Linked DNA regions of Ovis aries: region 2 is linked to region 1. Evidence: chromatin contacts called from public Hi-C data. All regions are on one chromosome and are shown on one strand. The core of a region is the stretch at or near the end of the contact, and the rest is flanking DNA. Distances in the headings are between cores, read along the strand shown. Region 1 overlaps RNF220 (ring finger protein 220). Region 2 overlaps RNF220 (ring finger protein 220).

Region 1 (4,865 bases), core at 1,252-3,751:
GACCATCAAGGATTTATCTGACTGAGAACAGATTGATTGAGAGTAGGGTGGTAGGGGTGAAAATCAGACTGCCATGAGTTCAGAAGTGTTTGGGAGAGAAAGGAGTGTCAGAGCATCTTAGGTGAAAAGGAAAGTGGAAAGAAAGGGCATTAGCTACAAGAGACCATATGGAAGAGAGGGAGGATGCTGTTGATATTGTTGTAATGGGGGAGACAGGGTGTATGTGCTGATGGAGGGAAGCATGAGAAGGGACGGGGGAGGATGCAGGAGAGAAAGGAGAACAGGACAGCTTCCCCAGGGAATGGGATTCTCGGTCCAGGAAAAGAGATTAAGCAAAAACAGGAGGGTGAATACCTCTTGCACTGAAACTGAAAGGAAATAAGGAAGTGCATTTTGGGTCTGGAAGTTGAATTCATGCCTAAGGACTTCAAATTTCTAGGTGAAATAGGCAGTAAGACCACCTAGTAAGACAGAGGGACAGAAGGTGGGGAGGGGGACTCAAAATAATAAAACATTATTGGACTGTCTCTGTGGAAAAGGAGAGACAGAGCTGACCAAGGGCATGGAAAAGGATTGCTTAGCAGTGCTGAGATTGGAAACTGTGAATTTTTATTGGCACATCTCTGCGTGGTTTTGTGATTCTCCCCAGCTGCGTTTAGCCGCCTGTGTGTCTGAGGCAGAGAGGAGAATAGCTGGGTTGTGGAGAAGGCAGAGGCAACAAGGAGGTTGAGTATGTTGGCAAGAGGGTGTTGCAGTGACGCACCCTGGGGTCCAGGCTAGAAGCCATGAGTAAGTGGTCTGGGGAGATAAGAGGAGGAGAGAGAGGGTCCAAGGCCATGAGAGGGCTTGGGGCGAGGGAGTTCTTTCACAGAACAATTTTGGTTGTTGGCAAGGTCCTCCAGGAGGATGTGGAATACAGGAAGAAACAACAGGAGCTGACAAGATCAGGGCAGGTGTCACCTGGGTGACAGGTGAGTGTCAAAGTCCTAGGCAGATATGGAGAAGGCGGATAAGAGCGATGAGGGATGCAGGGTGGTACTTTCCCTCAGGGTCCACTGGGTGGAGAAGCAGTGGTCTGAAAGCAGCAGTAGGCACTAAGCGAGACACTGACCCCACCTCCTGGCCTGAGGAACCTGGAGTTGGAGAGGACACAGGGAAGTGATGTCACCAGGGAATATAAGTGATGTTTCCAGGAAAAAGAAGAGAGGAAGTAAAGGGAGCATCTAGGGAGCAAGGATGCAGAGGAGTTTACTGCCAAGGTACTAGGTCCCAGAGTGCATGGTAGGAACATCGTCAAGAGCCCACTCTGCCCCCTCTTTTCCCAGCATCTCTCCTAGGACCCTCTGCGTCCCTCGCCCATCTCCCTGGCTTGACATCACCCCTCTGGCACCATCCACTCCGCAGTCCATGTCCTGCCCATCTGTTCTCCCATCCCATCCTTGAATCCTTCCCTCCTCTTCCCACACCTCCTCCCCAGTTCTCTCCTCCCCAAACCCTCCTCCTGCCCTGCCCCACCCCAGCCGGCCTGAGTGAGCAGGAACCCCTGCACCTTCATTTCTCAGGTCACTGCTTGGCTAATGGGCTATTAATTTGCTCAATCGTCCCCTGTGAGGCAAACTCAATTTCTGCCAGCCAGTCGTCCCTCCCTGTCGACAGTGTGATTGATTGGAGGAACAGCTGTCACCGCCCGGCTGCCCGCTCCCTGCCTCTTCCGCGCAAGTCCGCGCCACCCCTCCTCCTCGGGCCGCCGCCCCGCGCCCACAGAGGCAGCGCACCCCTGCCACCTGCCCAAGGATCTGTCGCCAGCAATGAAAAATGACAGAAATATTTAAGGACAAATAAGGTTTCCCAACGCAATTGAAAATGATTACAGGCAGCTACAGATGGGGCCAATCTGATGCGCAGCAGCAAATCAAATCGAATTTCCTTATCGGCGTATTATTTTAGGCGTTATCTGGCACGTTGATGCAGTTATCAATTCAATTTCAGCCGCCGGTCCGCTGTTTACTGTCTCGCCTTTGCTGGGAAAAGGTAAACATGCTCAGCCCAGCAAATTAATTTCTGGCCGAAGACAGAGGCTGCAAAGGACTGCTCCGCAGGCCCCGCAGCCCCCACCGTGGCCCTGGGCTGCAGTGGGCCATGCTGACTGGACTGCGAGGGCAGGCCAGAGTTTGCCCAGGGAGCAGAAGCCCCGCTGCTGCTTGCCCGCGCCTGGCCCCAACCCCAAGCAGGATTCAAGGCTCCTAGGAGGCTGAGGTGACCGCTGTTGGCTCTGCGGCTGCTGCCAGGGAGAGGTGAAGGTCTCCCATTAATTTCCAGCTAAAAATGACAAATTCATCTTGGACGACAATTAAATGAAGTCAGTAATTGATGCTAATTGATCTCCAGATGCGAGGGCTCCCCTCAGCCTTAGCAGCACGTGGCTGTCTTGCTCACTCTGCCCACCCCAGCCCTTCTCCTCTACTTCTCTTCCTCTCTTGGCCCTTGCATACCTCCACCCCGCCCCCACCAGGGCTCTGGGTCTCTGCACCCCGCAGGTCTGTAGGAGACAGCTGGCCGGGGCTGGGCTAGCAGGCAGTGCCCGAGGCCAAGCAGCTGGCCCGCTGCCCGTCCCACCCTGCAGGCACTTGTAATCAGTGCCCCAACTTCCCCCCGTGAGCTGAGAAAGCAGGTAACACTGGCCTCCTTGGCGGTTCAGGATTTACTGCCCACAGCTGCGGAGGTTCCCACTTCATTTTTATAAGCCCATAGTCAGAGCCAGCAGGGGGTAAAGCACACTTGGATTTACTTTGCTTTACACAGTCCAGTCCTAACATTTTGGCTTCATGGCAAGGAAGATGCTGGAGGGGAGTGAAGTCTGTGGACATGCCAGGGAGTGTCCGGGTGGACTCAGTCTACGCTTGCATGTATGCCTGTGCTCACATGCATTTGTCTAGATGGGAACAAATACCCACACTTGTCTGAGCACCTGGGTGTGCCAGTGCTCACGCGCACATGTGTGTGTCCAGACATTTGAGAGGATATTTGTGCATGTCCATATGTGGATGTTTTCCTGAACTGGGCCCTTTTCTGCAGTTTATAATAAAGCCTAATCCCAGGGAACTCTGGGAGGCCCACCTGCCCCACCCACCACAGGCCTGGCCCAGCACAGGGCACTGTCTGGAAGTGATTAGCTAAGGGACAAGGGGAAGTTAGCTAAGAGGAGAGAGGCTGCAGTTGTGTCTGGGGCAGCCAAGTTCAGTGGTATGAAATAGCTGTGACCCTTGAAGCCCCGACAGCCTCTAAACAGGCTGGCTGGTGCTCTTGGCTGAAGCAAAGGCTCATGGGGTCAAGGGTTTAGGGTCCATGCCCAAGACTCAGTGAGCTTAACTGTGCCTTGGCCCACAGTCCTTAGCTCCAGCTCCAGCCCACATGCGAGCCTCAACTACCCACAGGCTGACCTCCACCTGGCTGTCTTGCAGATGTTGGCTACTGGCCCCCCAAGAGCCATGCCCCCTCCATTGCTATAGACAGTAAATAGTATCCATCACAATAGGGGTCAGGGCATCAGCGCGGCTGCAGTTTTACAAGAACCTGGAGCTGGCAGGAGGCCATATGGAGCGGGCAATACCAATCTGGGTTTCTGCCAGCAGAGTAGAGGGAAGGGAAGATGGCAAGGGCATGTGGGCATGAACATGTCAACCCTGTGGATCCTGAGTTTATATGTCACCTGTAAGCAACCTGGTGCTGTGAGGGAGTCTTCCCTATAGCAGGAAGAGGAGCAAGTGAAGAAGATCGTGTACAGTAGATAGATGATCAGACCAGGGGCAAGGTAGAGGCAAGGAACCAGATAAAACCTCCACAACATCTCCCAGCTAACATCCGCGCCTTCTGGGGATTTAGCAAGGTCAACAATCATTTATTCATTCATTCAAGGAATATGTATTTGTTTCTACTTAAACTACTAATATTGTCTTACTTTGGGTTACGCCCTCTGCAAAATACTGAAAGTCGAAAGTGTTAGTCACTCAGTCATGTCCGACTCTTTGTAGCCCTCCAGGTTCCTCTGTCCGTAGGATTCTCCAGGCAAGAATACTGAAGTGGGTTGCCATTCCCTTCTCCAGGGGATCTTCTGGGACTATAGCAATAAACAAGTTATTCCCTGCCCACAAGAAATTTAGTCTAAAGAGAGTGACAGATACATGATAGGCAACTGTAACACTGTGTGACCAGAGGTAGCACAGGAAACTATGGGAACACAGAGGAGGCACCTAGTGCAGTCTGGAGGAGTCAGGAAAGGCTCCCTGGAAGAAAGAATTCAGAGTCTTAAAGGATGAGCAAGAGTTAGTCAGTCTGTGCAAACGGTCCCTGCCATACCCTTTTTGGTTGCATGGCAAGCCCAAAGCAGAGACAAATAGGCCTCTTTGCTTCCAAGTGACTCTGGAACTGCTAAAAAATATCACCAGACCACCAGCCACTGCCCTGGGGTCTGGGCAGGAGAGTGCAGAGCTGTTTTCAGGGCATCCCTGGGCACTGGCAGATAAGGATGGGCCATAGCTAAACACACGTCTCTCCTCTGCCCGCCCCACCCCCACCCCCTCGACCAGGGATGCCTATTAATCCTGACAAATGATGACTTACGAACATGTAATGCAAACTGATTCATCATACATTCAAATCCGCCGCCCCGCCCCAGCGGGAGGCCCCAGCCAGACAAGTGTATTACACGGATAATGTATTTGACGTATTAATAAAACCAGCCGCATTGCTCTGGCGCGGGGACTGGGGAATGCCAATATACGATGACAGATCACATATTGATGAAATCCAGATGTTTGGAATCATAGTCTTGGGGCCTTGTTCATATTGACTGAAGGTAAAAAATG
Region 2 (4,865 bases), core at 1,609-4,108, 48 kb after region 1:
GTCCATGCTAATGCTTGAGCCTCCCTCGGGGGGAGGAAGAACAAGGAGCAGGCAGAGCAGAACCACAGACCACAGCCTGATTCCAGGATACTCATCCCCAAGCTCATGAGCCTCTCCCCTCCCCCACACCAGGCTTATCCAGTTCTCCCCAACCATGGGGTCTCTGCTCCCTTTCCCAGCCCCCACCCTGGAGGGCCCCCGTGTTACACATAGCAGTGAGATCCCCGGTCAGGAGGAGGCTGGGTGTGGGTAAGCAGGACCAGGGCCTCAGCCCCTCCCCCTCCCATTACTAAGCTCCTTCTGCTCCTGCCCCTGTTCTTCGCTCAGGAGCAGCCATTAAAATGTCGCCCGGAGACAGCAATAAAAGGCCCGGACGTGGGCTCTGTGTCCTGATCAAAGGCCTCGTGTAATCTCGTTAGGGCCGCGGCAGCCACAGCTGGACCCAGCCTTGTTCTCATTACCGGGGCTCCCGCTGCGGGCCTAGCCAGGCGGTTTGATCCTGGCGTCCCCCCAACACAGGAGCGTGCCTGCCTGCTCACAGAGGCTGCCCAGGCCTCCCCAGCCCTCGTGGACAGGACCAGTCCAAAGTCCCAGCACACATCGGGTGCAGGGAGACATGGCTGCAGGCCTGGGTGCACACGATCAAATGTGTGGGCCGGGGTCTAACCAGAGGGCCCTGCCCTGCCCCATTCTCCCCGCAGGGCGCCAAGAAGCTCTGCCCCCAGTGCAACACCATCACAGCGCCTGGAGACCTGCGGAGAATCTACTTGTGAGCCGGCCACCCCAAGCAGGCCTTGCTCCAGCGCCACGCCTGCCCCACCTGCGACGAGACGCCCCCTTGTACATACTTGCACACAGGTTCCCCATGTACATACATGCACACACATGAACATGCACACACACAGGACTCTGGAGCCAGAATGGAGGCTGAGGCCCAGGCCCTGCCTGCTGGCTCCCACCAAGATTGGGGGTCATACCTGTTCCAGGTTCTGTTCCCAGAGTGGGGCAGGGAGGTGGGGGTGGGGGGAGTATTGTCAAGCAAGGCTCCTGAGATCCAGCCCCCAGACGGACAGACATGCAAACACCAGACTGAAGCACATGTAATATAGACTCTGTATGTTTACAATGTTGTGTATAAATGGGACAGCTACCCCCCCCCCCCCCCGCCCCTTCCCCATCCCCTGGTTGTATGATTTTCTTCTTTTGTTAAGAAGGCCTGGAGGCAGCGCCTCCTTGAGGGCTGGCTGGGGGCTCGGCCCATCCGCCTTGGGGTGCCTGCCTCACTCCTTCCCAGTCCCTCCCCTCTCCCATGTGCTCGCTGTTCAGTGGTGTATATTTCTTCTCCCAGACGTGGGGCATGTGCCCCAAGGGACGTGATCCTCTCCTTAGTCTTAGCTCCTGGGGCTCTTGGTAAGGAGTTGGGGGAGGGGGGAGGCACAGGCGTGGGAACCGAGCTGAAGCAGGGGCTGAGACTGGGCTGGACAAAGGGTGCTTCTGGCTCCCCAGCCTTCCGCAGAGAACCTTTCCTGGGATTAGAGCTGCTCTTCCCGGGAAAAGTGTGGTCTTCCCGGGAAAAGTGTGGTCTCCCCTGCCCTGTGGGCCCCATGGTGTGATGCTGTGTCTGTATATTCTATACAAAGGTACTTGTCCTTTCCCTTTGTAAACTACATTTGACATGGATTAAACCAGTATAAACAGCTGCTGTCTCTGTGTATGTGTACAGGGAGGGGAAGATGATGAGGTGGTAGGAACAGAGGCAGTTAAGGGGTTAATTCCTGGCAGCCATGTGGGGAAAAGGACTTGGCTATGGCTTTGTGAGGCAGTGTGGGGTTAGTCTGTTCAGGGGCCCTGGAGCCTTGTTGGGTGTGGGGGGGTGGGGCCAGGACCTGGACTCCTGACTATTGATGGGTAGGGGCTCCAGGTTAATTCCTTATCGATGCAGAATCGTCAGCTCATTAATCACAGGAGAGGTCAGAGCTTGGGGGTACCGAGGGGATGCAAGCTCTATCCCCTGGTCTAGGGCTGGAACAGGCTGTAAGCTCAAGTGAAAACATAATCCCCAAACCTCTGTCCCTTTCTAGTCCCTTGAAGTGATCCAGGGACCAAAGTCAGCATCTTAGTCCCCTGTGGCGGCGTCTGCTTTCCATCCTAGTGACCACTGCCTGCTATAGCTACTGCCCAGATAAACGAACAGTAAGAACCCCCTTTATCCAAGGTGGACCCTCAAGTCAGGGAACTGAGGCTGGACAGCCAGCACTTAAGATGGAGCTTGGTCAAGTGGTGATCCCCATGGCTGACCAGTACCAGGGAGTGAGCAACTGGGTGCTCGGGCAGGTGCTCAGAGCTGCAGAGGAGGTCTTGCCCACCACAGAAAGCTTGTTTTGACAGAAGATTCTGCTAAAATTCAACACCCCAGAGTATCTTCATGACTCCAGACTCCTTTCTTTCACATGTTCTCACACACCAGACCCCGCCTCCCAAATCTTAGACACACCCATCTCTGGGATGCGCAGTGAATACTATAGAATCAGGTCCAGTTGCCAGTTCCTGCCCACCTCTGCACCCAAAAGACAAATCACCCTGGTTGGAGTCCAGTGAAGGCCCTTCACAGTGCCAGGCCCAGCTTGATGGCACCAAATATTCTGAAAGCAAGGATCCTGGAGCCCAAGTCTCTAGGAAAATGTATGTGGCCTGAGCAGAGCAGCTCGTGACAGTAGAGGGTTTAGAAGAGAAGTGGACGCCGCCCAGTTCCCATCAGGCTGGCTCCTATCGGATTTCTACTCTCCCCTCTCCCTGCCTTGGACTCAGTAGGTCCTTGATGGCTGGTTACTTTCACCCCCCGGGGCCAAATGCTCTCTAATAGAAGACATTAACCCAGAGTGAGGGCGTGAAACCTGCCCTGCTGTGGGAGCCTTGAGTTCCATCTCATGGCACAGGCAGCACTGCCACCTGTTGGCCATGGCTAGGAATGCAGCCACACAGAAGGAACGGGCTGCAGCAGCTGAGGGGCCATCCCACAGGGCTGAGGCCATGCAGGGAGAGCTGAGCTTTGGAGACAGAAGGTGCATCAGCCCTGAGACTGTCAGGGTCAGCTCCCACACAGAGCTCTTCCAGCCATCTCCTTCACTGACTGTCAAACTTTCAAAGCCCGTCCCTGGCCCCCAAGTCCCTTGATCACCACAGTGTGCTAAGTCACTTCAGTCATGTCTGACTCACTGTGACCCTATGGACTGTAGCCCGCCAGGCTCACTCCTCTGTCCATGGGATTCTCCAGGCAAGAATACTAAAGTGGGTTGCCATGCCTTCCTCTAGGGGATCTTCCCGACCCAGGGATGGAACCTGCACCTCATGTCTCCTGCTTTGCCAGGCGGGTTCTTTACTACCAGCGCCACCTGGGAAGGGATCACCACAGTAAGCTCAATCAATCAACACAAATTTATTGAATGCCTACTATGTGCCAGTATTGTGCAGCAGTGACTTACAGGATGATAGATGATACAGAATTCTAAGGCTGAAGCCACTGCTCCTGTCTACAGAGGATCCAAGTGGGTCTCCCTCAAGGAGATGAAGGCCAATGGTTCTGGTCTTCAGAACTCCTGACTCAGCTTGTCCCAGCTCCCATCTGGGGCTGCTGTCTTCCTGCTCCCCACACCCTCTGCCCACTCCACACACATCTTGCAACTTCCCTGGGTCCAGTGGCTTTCTGGCAAAGTGTAGTAGATCTTGGACAGATCCCCCACCTGTCAGCTCCCCATATGGCTTCCACCTCAGACTCCCTGGCAATGAGAAGCCTGAGTGAACTGCCAAGTGGGATCCTAGGGGATTTTGCTCCAGGCTTGGGGGGGCTTTGCCTGCCCTTCCAGGTCCTGGGAGCACAGATCACAGCCCCTTCCCCTACCTTCTGACACCTCCCTGCAAAGCTCACCTTCCATTCAAGGAATCAAAGATCAATCAATGCTGGGGCTTAGCCTCACCCCACCCCCAGCTTTATTAACCCTTCACAGCCTAAATGCCACAGGAACCAGCAGCCTGACTGTTGCACTTAGCAAACACAAGAGCTGCAAGGCTCCTGCGGAGACCTGCACAGGCACTACTGCCCCCAGGATCTTGGGGTAAACAGACCGACATGGTCCCCCAGGACAGAGGGACCACAAAGACCCCGAGAGCTGCAGGGAGCTGTACCAGCAGAGGACCCCACCCATGGATGTAGGTTGTGGGGAAGAGTCAGGCATTTATTTCTGGAGCAGAGGTGAGGTGGGGAGGGCAAGGACCTGAGCAGTGGACACAGCTGTGCATGAAGTTGACACAGAGGGTAGTGTAGTAAGTAGGGTAGTCGCGGAGGTGGCTGACGTGTGCAGACGACACGAAGTCCACAGAGCGCACCAGGACCTGGTGTGCCAGGCGTGCCTCCACCATGCGCTCCACGTCCCGGGCCAGGACCACCTCGTCAGCCCTGGAATAGAGGTAGAGCTCGGGCCAGCGAGAGGCTGCATCGAGCAGCCTGTCATAGAAGTGCGTGTGGAAGAGGGCGGTGAGTGGCGCGAGCAGGACATGGAACAGGAAGGCCACCAGGGCGAAGGCCACCAGGAGCAGCAGGCGGAGCGCAGCAGGCCGGTGCTCTAGGACGACCGCCAGTGCCCGCAGAGCCCCCAGCAGGTTGCTGTCACCGGGACCGCTGTCAAAGATGGTGCCCACTACACGCAGGTGACAGAAGCGCCGGTGGGTCTGCAGCAGCTCCAGCACATATCGGTACAGCATGACGCCAGCGTTGCTGAAGACGTGGAAGAGCAGGGGCTCCTTCTCAACCTCGTAATCAAAGAGCAGCTCAAGCAGCTTCTGGGCCAAGACACGAAGTGAAGGGATGC

Evidence for each region. A called contact is a pair of places that touch in the nucleus more often than the background predicts.
Region 2: a contact with region 1 is called in a Hi-C map of hypothalamus, with 3 times the contacts expected there. The contact joins two enhancer-like sites. A contact is called at or near these places in 4 of 16 Hi-C or Micro-C datasets (hypothalamus, liver, muscle and 1 more).

The regions. Positions count from the first base shown.
Region 1 is chr1:19,277,735-19,282,599 of ARS-UI_Ramb_v3.0, forward strand. The region is part of intron 2 of RNF220 (ring finger protein 220); the gene reads left to right. LOC105607754 (a long non-coding RNA gene) reads right to left here. Exons shown (of 5, transcript XR_001028529.5): 4 at 1-4,865. Among named protein-coding and RNA genes, the nearest start is that of TMEM53, 67 kb to the right of the region's middle. Within about 2 kb of position 2,502, at least 3 of the 54 cell types and tissues checked have an H3K27ac peak or open chromatin away from gene starts, as enhancers often do. A contact at or near this core is called in hypothalamus, where this site is marked.
Region 2 is chr1:19,325,778-19,330,642 of ARS-UI_Ramb_v3.0, forward strand. RNF220 (ring finger protein 220) reads left to right here. Exons shown (of 15, transcript XM_060403282.1): 15 at 702-1,697. The coding sequence ends at 773. It overlaps TMEM53 (transmembrane protein 53), which reads right to left. Exons shown (of 3, transcript XM_027969131.3): 3 at 3,418-4,865. The coding sequence ends at 4,225. Among named protein-coding and RNA genes, the nearest start is that of TMEM53, 19 kb to the right of the region's middle. Within about 2 kb of position 2,859, at least 10 of the 54 cell types and tissues checked have an H3K27ac peak or open chromatin away from gene starts, as enhancers often do. A contact at or near this core is called in hypothalamus, where this site is marked.